Linked DNA regions of Sus scrofa: region 2 is linked to region 1. Evidence: chromatin contacts called from public Hi-C data. All regions are on one chromosome and are shown on one strand. Each heading gives the region's core, a stretch centred on a gene start, on an enhancer-like site or on the middle of the called end of the contact. The rest is flanking DNA. Distances are from core to core; before and after follow the strand shown.

Region 1 (5,728 bases), core at 1,843-4,342:
ACCTATTTGGATCTTTGTAGAAAAAGTTTCCTTCTCCTGCCTTGAAGAGAGAAGGAGTTCCCTCCTCACCCCCATCTGAGGCCCCTTTCTCTAGTCCTCTGTTCTCAGCCCAAGACCTCTCTCTTCCTGGAATGACTGAGTGTGGACATTGCAGCTTTCCACAAGGGGGATCTCCCCATGCACAATCACTTTTGTTTTTCGCTTTTTAGGGCCACACCTGCAACATATGGAGGTTCCCAGGCTAGGGGTCTAATCAGAGCTGTAGCTGACGACCTACACCAGAGCCAGAGACATGGGATCTGAGGCACGTCTGTGACCTACACCACAGCTCACGGCAACGTGGGACCCTTAACCCGCTGAGTGAGGCCAGGGATCGAACCTGCATCCTCATGGATCCCAGTCCGGTTCCTTTCTGCTGAGCCACAGCGGGAACTTCCATATTTTTATTTACTTGGTGATACATAACACAGTATGGGTCCGTTTCCAAGTATTTGACATCATAGGACGTTCACATTGCAACATGCTACCCTGCTTACGATTTCTAGAGATCTTGCCCTGAAGGACACTAACAGGCCAGTCCAGGCTGCACTGAGAAGGCCAAAGCCAGCTGTTATTATAAGCAGGTGGGGGGGAGGGGGTCAGGCCTGCGCATCCTTTTTGCACATGACCCCCAGGAGCCAGCACCAGTCACCAGGCCACACGGAAGCCACCAAATCTGTGGGAACAGGGCTCTCCCAAACCCCTGCCATCTACCTCCACCCAGAAGGAAGGAAGGTCACAGCTTCTCCTGAAACATCTGCATTTGGGTACCCCAATGCCCCCACCCCCACCCCCAGAGAATGACTCTGGCTTACCTTTGCATAAATGCAAACAAAAACACAAGCCTTCCTTTAAAACAGGATTTCCTGGTTTGATCTCTTCTAAAAACAGTAATTTCTTTGTAAACCAAGCTTTCAAATGATAGGTTTTCCACTTTTCCCTATGCAAGTTTGGGGGGGGATGGTGGGGTGGAGCTGAGAGTAGACTGGCCATGACAACTTGGTGAGACTGAGCAGAGGTAGATTTTACTTCTAAGGGGTCATTTGCTGTTTGTTTTGCAACTGTTGGTCTGTTTCCCCACTGAACTGTGAGTCTCTTGGGTTAATAGATTCCTCAACCCTTGGGCCAGACCTGGGCACAGAGCGGTGACTGCAGGAGGTGAGAGCCCGGTGGGCACTTACGTTCTGGAAGAGGGAGTGGGCATAGGCAGGCGAGGAAACTCATCAATGAATGTGATACCCTCTGACAGTGGTAAGAGCTAGGAAGGCGCTCTATCAGGGTAATGGCATGGAGACTGAATGGCAGAACATTTGACTAAAAATGGTTTAAACAATAGGGGTTTATTCGTTTCATGAATAAGAAATTCAGAGGTAGGCCCCTGAGGAGAAAGTGGGGTTCCACTTTCATGCTAAGCAAAATGAGTCAGAAAGAAGGAGTTCCCATCGTGGCTCAGAGGTTAACAAACCCGACTGGCATTCATGAGAACGCGGGTTTGCTCCCTGGCCTCACTCAGTGGGTTAAGGATCTGGCATTGCCGTAAGCCGTGGTGTAGGTCCCAGACATGGCTCGTATCCCAAGTTGCTGTGGCTGTGGTGTAGGCCAGCAGCTAGAGCTCCGATTGGACCCCTAGCCTGGGAACCTACATATGCCACGGGTGTGGCCCTAAAAAAGACCAAAAAGACAGAAAAAAAAAAAAGTCAGAAAGAGAAAGACAAATGCCATATGCTATCACTTATATGTGGAATCTAAAATACGACACAAATGAATACATTCACGAAACAGAAACAGACTCACAGATTAGAGAACAGATTTGTTGCCAAAGGGGGGAGGGAGATTGGGAGTTTGGGATCAGCAGATGCAAACTGCTATATATTTATATATAGAATAGATAAACAACAAAGTCCTACTGTATAGCACAGGAAACTACGTCCAATCTCTCGGTATAGAGCATGTTGAGGGATGATAGGAGAAAAAGAATGTTTATATATGTGTGACTGGGTCACTGCTGTACAGCAGAAATTGGCACAACAATGTAAATCAACTATACTTAAAAAAAAAAGAGCTCCCTCCTCCCCTTCCAATGTGACGCATTCAATAGAAAATGACAGAAAATGGAGGGAGGGTGGGGGCAGATGACATCAACTATGCTAATAATTTTCAAACTGCAAGCTGACAGTCATTAGCGTATCGTAAAAACACTCTAATGCGTCACCATAAACATCTGGAAAAATAATAGAGAATAAACTCAAAAGCAAAATCCCAGATAGTAGCACTTCGTGTAGTACTATTTTGTGACGTTTTGTATCAGTTTCATTAAAAAACTACACACAGATCTAAACAGATAAAAAAAAAAGACCTGTTTATGTATATAAAGACATATATTTGGTATTGGATCATGATGCAAAAATGTATTTATTACTTTAGGTGGTGATAAAAAAAATAACTTTGAAAGCCCCTGGGCTGTACTCTGGGCTTCTGAGACTCAGCTGTGACAGCCAACGTTTTCTCTTTCAGGTAGAGAAGAAGGACGTGGCCCCTGTTCTTAATGAACTCTGAGTCATTGGGGGGAACCTTCACGCAAACAGTTCCAATCTGGGGCAACACGGGCTCTGGGACGAGTGGCCCAGGTGCTTTTTTTTGTTTATCTTCTTTGTTTTTTGGGTTTTTTTTTTTTTTTTTTTTTTTTTTTTTTTTTTGCCTTTTTCTAGGTCCGCTCCCGCCGCACATGGAGTTCTCAGGCTAGGGGTCGAATTGGAGCGGCAGCCGCAGCCCACACCAGAGCCACAGCAACGCAGGATCGAGCCATGTCTGCGACCTACACCACAGCTCACAGCAACACCAGATCACTAACCCACTGAGCGAGGCCGGGGATCGGACCCGCAACCTCATGGTTCCCATTCGGGCTCGTTAACCACTGCGCCACGGGAACTCCAAGCCCAGGTGCTTTGGACGGGAGAGGTCTGGAGAGCGGGCTTTAGCTCTGGGTCCTGCCTGCGGCTGCACGGGGGTGTGTTTGGCCGACAGAGAACAAAAGGCGAGGAACGCCCTGACCAGAGGCACGAAGCACCTCCTCCTGCTATCACGCTTCTCCTGGGTTTGTTCGACCTGGGAAGCCAGGAACCTAAGCAAACATCTGGCTGCTGGGCTTTCGTTTGCTTTCCCTGAAATCCAACAGACCCACCAAGTCACTAGCAAACACTGACAGCCGGTCATGCTGGTCCTGGCTTATAAATCTCTTTGACTGCTGACCCAGTACAGGTGTTTTTCAGTCTCTTTTTGGTCTGCTTTCTGGGGAAGTGTTCCCCAGCCTCACCCTGAGCAAATGTTCCTGATGCAGGACGCTGCAAGCCTGTGTGTAATGTCCTGGGCAACGACCGGGGAAGAGGAAAGCTATTTAAAGGGCTGTTCAACCACTTGGTGCGTGCAGCCAGCCCGGTCAGCCCAGCCTTCATAATTCCCATCGCCTGGCTGTCACTGGTAATAAGAGGAGACGTCCGTGATATGACTTACTAGGCTGATCTTTAAAAGCTGTGACGGCCCCCTCTAATTTTAGCCTCAGCCAACTCGGAGAGCACGAGGGGACCATTAATCTTACGGAGACTCGAAGCCGGTGGGGAAAACTCTGGATTGGGGGACAGAAACCAGGTGTGGATTTTCGTCTTACGCCTTGATTGCCCTGAGAGTAGCCGTCCACCTTTGCCAGGGCCCCTCCGTCCACGAGGAATAATAAGCATCTGGCAGGACCCCTGAGATCAAATGAGATCCCTGCGAAGGCAGAGGGTAACGTGTCAAATGATTCATGGCACTTCGGTGACTTGGAGATTATCAACCCCTGCTAGGGCAGCCGCTGAGCTCCAGGTCGCTCCATTCATTCATCAGGGATCCCTTCCTGAACTGAGTAAGTATGGCCTTTGGAAGCTCTTTAAAAAGCTCTTCAAAAGCTCTCAACCATGTCATGGAGAGGCTCCAGTCATGACTAGGGAAACCTGTCTTGCATGCGATCAATATTTAAGGCAGCAGTACCTTGAATCCAGAGTCTTTTTCACAGCGATTCATTCATTCAGCAGATGTTTATGACACCCTGTTACAGGCCAGGCTGAGGGGCTGGGGATGTTCCACTGAAGGTGGCAGCCTCTGGCCCCCGTGGGATCTTACATCCTTTAGAAGGAGACCAGAAAGTAGTGCATTCAGAGAGACCCTTAGAATCAGCACTAGTTTTATTTTGATTCTCAGGTCAGCCAGTCAGGAATCTTTGCCCTTTCGGACAGAGCTCACCCCCAATGCGATACACCAAGCCTTTCTTAAAGCTGTATCTGTCCATTTATAGATCAGCTTTGCTCAAAAAAATTGTTTGAGCTATAGATACGGTGTTTAAGGAAGATTATCACAAAGGAAAACCCCACTGTGCTATGTTCCTATTTTCCAGTGGAAGCAGTGATTTAACCTATTTGGGTGGACGATTTTCTCCTCTTCCTTTCTGGCAACACTTCTGCCCTGAATTGGAAATGCTTTCCTTGGCCCCCCAATTGCCAGTAGAGGGCACACGCAGCTTTTGTTGGAGACCATTCCTGACAGTGCCCATTTATACAGCAAGGAATTTAAATTGCATTGAACCTTCCAAAACAAGAAGCTTTTCCTTTTATGCTCTCTATTTATGAGGCTGCTAGAGAAAAAGGAAAGGGAATTCAGCCTGTTTTTCTTTAACAAAAAAAAAATATATAATTGTTTTTATAGATACATTAAAAAATTTCCCTGTTAGGTCTATACACAAAATGCAAATTTTAATAAACCACACAGAGACTCTCGGACAGATTAGCATAAGAAACGTTAAACATTAGATGATAGGGTTAACTCACTATGATCTATTTCCCGTTTATTCACAGAAGGAAAAAGAAGTTTTTGTGCTTTTGCAAAATGCAGTTTTTTAATATTTAAAAAAGGAAGAGCTCTTCCTGTGGTTTCTGACCAAACCATGAAATGTCTTTCATTTTATTTTGATAGTGTCTGATGAATTCAGGGAAAGACCGGGGGTTGAATTTCCAACCCTCCACAAATAATCCGTGAATATTGCCTTGGTTCTGACCTCAGCGGGGAGGACCAGGAAGTATTTCCTTTCTCGTCTCTCTCTCCGCCTCAGAGGAAAACTCTGGAATATTTAAAGAGAAGAGAGGTTAAAGAACCGCCAGCACTAGTTCGGCTGCTCTTCAGAAAGATCAGGCATCTCCTTGGCCGACCACCCGATTGACTGGCACTCACCTTAAGAGCAGGGACTTAAGTACTCCACAGGCAAAAAGAGGAGAAAGATGTTTCTGGAAGGAGGGTGAGCTGTTAGTTTATCACTCCTTTTATTCTCAAGGTCAATTTCTGTCCCCTTTTCACTGTCTTCCAATATTTGCTAAATGCCGTGGAAATTCCAGGTATTTGATGTATCCCTTGCCTTCATGGAATTTGCAATCTTACTTGTGATTAAGATTCACAAAGTGAAACACCAAAACCCTTTTTTTTTTTTTTTTTTAGGGCTGCAAGAGCGGCATATGGAGGTTCCCAGGCTAGGGATCGAATCAGAGCTGTAGCCGCCGGCCTGAACCACAGCCACAGCCACACAGGATCCAAACCTACACCACAGGTCGCAGCAGTGCTGGATCCTCGATTCACTGAGCAAGGCTGGGGATAGAAACTGCATCTTCAC
Region 2 (5,728 bases), core at 1,859-4,358, 91 kb after region 1:
AAAAAAAAAAAAAAAAAAAAAATGCCATTGAGCTGCAGACTTAAAAATGGTTAGAGTGGGGGAGTTCCCGTCGTGGCGCAGTGGTTAATGAATCCGACTAGGAACCATGAGGTTGCGGGTTCGGTCCCTGCCCTTGCTCAGTGGGTTAACGATCCGGCGTTGCCGTGAGCTGTGGTGTAAGTTGCAGATGCGGCTCGGATCCAGCATTGCTGTGGCTCTGGCTAGGCCGGTGGCTACAGCTCCGATTGGACCCCTAGCCTGGGAACCTCCATATGCCGCGGGAGCAGCCCAAGAAATAGCAAAAAGACAAAAAAAAAAAAAGGTTAGAGTGGGAAATTTTACATTATGTTTATTTTACCACAATTCAAAGTATAAAAGTAAAAAACACTTTAAAAAGTAGTGATTTTGTACAGCACAGGGAACTGTATCCAATCTCTTGTAGTAGAACATGATGGAAGATAATATGAGAAGAATGTTTATATATGTATGACTGGGTCATTTTGCTGTAGGGCAGAAATTGACACAACATTGTAAAAATATACTTTAATTAAAAATTTTTTTCAGTAGTGAGGTTTAAATAATGGGAGGGTTTTTGTGGCCTTGGCCATGTCCTGTCAGGAAACTGATCAGAACTGGGATTTAGTCCCAATCCAGATCCTTACTAACAGGATGAGCTTGAGTGAGCTAAATCCTTTCTCTCTCTCTCTCTGGGCCTCAGTTTTCACATTTGTGCAATGTAGGGGGTCGAGTCACCTTCAAAGTCCCATCTAGCTCGAACAACCTAGGATCTCTTGAGGCTGGGTATGTGAGGTCTGGCAGAACTGCTATGCCCACTCCTACTCTTATGACCTTAAACCCAGAGGGACCAGAAACATTTCAGTCTGACTACCAGCAACGTGGAAAAGCTGACTCAGTCCTGTTGCCTTAGAAACTACAAAGTTAAGATAAATGTGGAATGCTGTGTCTGGAAACCTCTTATCTGAATCTCTGCCCCTGGGCTGGTCGTTGAGGCAACTTCTCTGTGTCAAAGTGACCCAGGTGGCCCAGATACTTTAAGAGGAGCTGTTATACTCTCTCTGAAATGACTTCCAACAGCAAAGTTCCCCATAGTCTGTGATTTTAGAGGACAAGATTTCTTGGCACTTATCCTTTGTGATTAATTAACAAAAGCAGTTCTTAAAGATTAACAACAGAATTGAAAAAGCAAAGTTCTGAGCACAGTGTTGTGACTTTGAGATACATAATGTTAAGAAAGGAAAAGGGAACACAATGATTGAGTCACTGTGGGACAAGGCTGCTTTAAGATTATAGGGCCCAATACATGTATATATTTTTGGCTGTACCTGTGGCATGTAGAAGTTCCCAGGCAGGAATCGAACCCGAGCCACAACGGTGACAACACTGGATCCTTTACCTGCTGTGCCCAAAAGGAAATCCAAGGGCCCATATTTTGTGTCTGCCCTCTCTTTATTTACATGGTTTGGATTTGTGAATTTGGTGCATACATCTTTCTGCTTTGGGACATTAACCTTTAAGATTTTCAATTGAATGTTATTACACACAAAACCCAATAGACTATACAGCTTCTTACATTATAATACCATTCATCTAAAATGTGTTTTTATTGTTATAATGAAAGTACATTGCTATGAAAACCAAAGTTTCAAAACCATCCACACAACATTTACTACTCAATATTTTAAAATTATGATCATAAGTTTTCAGGATACACCTTCTTAAATGTAAATAGCATTTCATAAATTATAATTTGTAATAAAACTGCTTAGTGTTCCAGTAGTATCTTTGAAAAACAAAGGGTGTTCTTTGAAAATATGAACAAATAATGACACTTCAGGAGAATAAAAAGTGCAACTGATAAAAGCTTATATACTTCAGTGGATTCTAATTTATATGAATCAGGTTTAAAACCAGGGAAAAAACTAAAGAAATGTAGACCATTTCTTATAAAGTAGCAAGTCAGTAAAAAGCTATGGCAAACAATGTGACTCATCAGGCAACTCAGAATATATACACACTGTGCTCATATGTATACATTTACACACCATTCATTGGATGACACTTCAAAGGGATTTTCTCTGTGACCTGGCAGAGATATTGAAGGTGAAATCCAGGACTCTGTATTATCCTTAATGCTCTTATTAGGCAACAAAGTTTCTCTCTCAAAAAACCAGCTCACCAGGTTTGAATTACATGCGATGGACCACCAGCTCAATTAGAGGCAATATGGCTTTCAGAAAAATACCCAGAATACAGTTCCAGGTTGAGTGCAATGCTTGTGACAAAGTCATACTCAAAGCCCAAACTTGATACTGAATAGCCAAAGATTTTAGAGACTCATGCTATTTGACACTCCAGGGTCAAAAGATCCTGTTGGTGGGAATGGAAACTACCGGTGTTATTGGAGGAGATTAAAAATACTTTGATCAAAACCAAAGCAGATTGAAGAGTGGGCAGAGCTCTTTTTAGTTCACTTTAACTTGCTGCATAGATTTGTTATACAAGGAGAAGATTCAACTTTGTGAACGTGTCAGGGTGAAGTAGGAAGTCATTACCACTAACATCGAACAGCTGAACTGAAACACAGCCCACGGGACATCCCTCAGTAAGCAATAAGGAGTAAATCCTTTGCCGACGAAGAAGACTTTTATTCAGCACCTAACAAGTGCTAAGTTACCTCTCAGATAAGATCTTTTAAAGGTTTCCAAAAGATTTGATGATAGTAGAATTGGCCTTCCGGCCTAAAAAAGAGCATATCGCCCTGCTGTCTCATGTAAAGGAGAAAAATACCCAGTGTGTGGAGCGGAGCAGCAGGTAAGTAAAAAGGAGGTTAAAAAGAGTAAAAAAAGAAAAATATATTTGAAAAAAATAAAAAATAGGTAACAAGTCTTTTTTACCAAACGAACTAAGAGAGTTTTTTCTCAGCTAGGCGGCTTGCAACTAATCCAAATTCAGGAAATAACTCTTCAAAAGGAATAAACTTAGTTCGGAAAAACAGGCGCGTCCAGTAACACCCGAAAACACGTGGCGGGGGCGGGGAAATTGGTCGCAACACCAGGCAAGACTCTAAGTCCCATCACGCCATTCGGCAACTAAGTCCGACTGTTCATGGCGAGCCGGCGCATTGGATGCTGGGACTAGTGGTTTTTGCTCCGGCGCTTCCCCGCGGGTTTGCGACGTTTAGCGACTATCGCGCCTGCGCCAGCGCCGGCTGAGAGGCTGGGGCCGTGGCGGCTCGTGCCGGGTGATGCTAGGCGGCTCCCTGGGTTGCAGGCTGTTGCGAGGTGTGGGTGGGACTCGCAGGCAGTTCGGGGCGCGGGGTGTCCGCGAAGGTGGCGCAGCCATGGCGGCGGGGGAGAGCATGGCTCAGCGGATGGTCTGGGTGGACCTGGAGGTGAGTCAGGTCGGTTGGGGGGTGAGGGAAGGCGAGTGAGGTTTCGCGCGTGGCATCAAGTAGCCGAGCCTGTCCGGGGAGAGCGGCGGTGTTTGGATCTCAGGTGTGGCAGGTGAGCGCCGCTCGGTTGTGGGCGGCGCGGGGCAGGGCGCGGGGCAAGAGTCCTGTGGGTTTGGGGGACTGTGCCCGACTGTAGGCTTTCTTTTCCAAAGGGAGGAGTCATCCATATGGCTTCCCCAACCCCTCAATTCCTCCCAGATGTGGACCTCCCTAACGCTTGGGGCCCTTTGGGCTCGGGGTCCCAGGGGTGGAGGTGGGCAATGCGGCTCTGCCAGACCCGACTTCCCAGCCTCCCGGGACCTTAGGTTGTTAGAGCTAGACGGGACTCCGGAGATGACTCAGCCTTACCCCATATTCCATAAATGAGAAAACTGAGGCCCAGAGAGAGAAAGGATTCAGCTCATTCAAGGTCGTGCTGTTAGTGAGGATCTGAGTTGGGACTCCAACCTAGTTCTTATCCTTTTAGGTTTTCCATACTCAACCAAGGACTCTCTCCTTCCCTTGAGCCTCAGTTTTCTCCTATGTGAAATGGGGATAATAATGCAAAATTGTGATGAAGACCAAGTGACGTAATTAATATAAAAACTTTGTAAACTCTGTACAAAGATGTAGTGATGTTAGTTATCCAACTCTTCCAAAATTGGATGCTGTCAGCACTCAATTTTGCTTGCTTTGCATCTGCCCCAGAGTAGAACTGTGATGCCGGACATGTAGCAGGCCCTTGGTAAATGTCTGTTGGACCAAAAACTCATATTGAGCGCCTTAAGTACTTGGCCAGGGAGTGTTATTGTCTCTTCTTTCCTGGCTCTGGGATATAATTTGAGTATGCTTGAAGGGTTTCCTGTTAAATAAACTTGGGTACGGTAGACCAACAAGATGGTTTTTTTGTGTGTTACATATTTTCTATTGCAGATGACAGGATTGGACATTGAGAAGGACCAGATTATTGAGATGGCCTGTCTGATAACTGACTCAGATCTCAACATTTTGGCTGAAGTAGGTGATGCCTTGTAATAACCATACTTAGAGTGTATTAGAAATTGAAAGATCACTTTTTTCCACATCTCTTTATTTAAAAAATGCAGAAACTGGGGTCCCTATAGATTAAGGTCCCTATAGATTAATGCTGTCATTTACTGAGAGCTTACTGTGTGCTAGGCACAGTTCTAAGTGCTTTACAGGTATTCACTCTTAATCCTCACGGCAACTATAAGGTGTAGGTACTATTATTTTATGGAAAGAGACATTTTGGCACAAAGGTGTTGGGTAATTTGCCCAAGGCCACCCGGCTAGGTATTGGGAGAGCCAGGAGTTTAACTCAGGCAGTCTGAGTCAAATGCTCCCAACCAAGTAAGGCAACCAACCTTGGTAGCCTACCGGGATTGGTGACTCATGCCAAAGTTGGCTTCTTTATATCATAACCTTAGCTTTAACTTGACCCCATGTAGTCAGTTTCTACCTTTTCAACTAGGACGTCTGCTCCTTCTAACCTATATTGAGATTTTAGAATTTCTGTTGATAGAGAATCGTGAAACATCCTCTTGCTGATCTCTTGGATATGATCAAGGTTTTAATACGCTCCTTTTAACTGAAAGATTAAGCGAAACCAAACACACCTGTTGCCTTTTGACCACTTACAAAGCATTTAGTAAGTGTATGACGGCTTCTGATTGATAGAGGGTCAACTCCTGGGCCCCGAATAACTTTGTGTCCTATTGTCAGCCTTATTCAGAGGCAGTGAGAAACTCTAGAAAAGGAACAGGGCAGGGATGTTTTTGGGAAAGACAGTTTGGTTAAAGTCAGTTTCCAGAGGGTCTGATTGAGGTGTTACTGACACTGGATCAATTTCCTAATCTGCCGTTAAGACTTCTAAATTTCCTGGGTAGGTAAAAGAAGGGAGGAGCCATTTTTAGAGAAATTGCTACTTTCCTGGAGTACCAGGCCAACATCCTGTTGTACCTCCTGATACATCAGCTGAAGGAGAATCATGAGACTTGGTATTTCTCATCAAAACAACTACCTCTTTAAAAAAAAAAAAGAAAGAGAAAAAAGCTTTATATAAACGTTGAGTTTAGGTTTGGTTGTTTTTTTTCCCTGTCCCTTGGAATTTGCTAGAGATGACTAGTGAAGAGAAGTGTCTTTATTTACCAGGCTGATTTACCTTTGGCTGAAGAAGAGTTTTTCCCTTAGACTGTTGATATAATGTGAAACTAGCAGTTTAATGGACCAGTAGTTGCTGAGTACCCTGGAGGAAAT

Evidence for each region. A called contact is a pair of places that touch in the nucleus more often than the background predicts.
Region 2: a contact with region 1 is called in a Hi-C map of liver, with 5 times the contacts expected there. The contact joins the promoter of REXO2 here to the enhancer-like site in region 1. A contact is called at or near these places in 1 of 5 promoter capture datasets (liver), 12 of 47 Hi-C or Micro-C datasets (embryonic fibroblasts, fetal heart ventricle, heart right ventricle and 5 more) and 1 of 2 datasets of contacts at active chromatin or transcription factors (skeletal muscle).

The regions. Positions count from the first base shown.
Region 1 is chr9:41,883,414-41,889,141 of Sscrofa11.1, forward strand. No RefSeq gene overlaps it. Among named protein-coding and RNA genes, the nearest start is that of NNMT, 15 kb to the left of the region's middle. Within about 2 kb of position 3,093, at least 10 of the 83 cell types and tissues checked have an H3K27ac peak or open chromatin away from gene starts, as enhancers often do. A contact at or near this core is called in liver and skeletal muscle, where this site is marked.
Region 2 is chr9:41,974,861-41,980,588 of Sscrofa11.1, forward strand. It overlaps REXO2 (oligoribonuclease, mitochondrial), which reads left to right and starts at 3,109. Exons shown (of 7, transcript XM_003129878.3): 1 at 3,109-3,412; 2 at 4,385-4,468. The coding sequence starts at 3,266.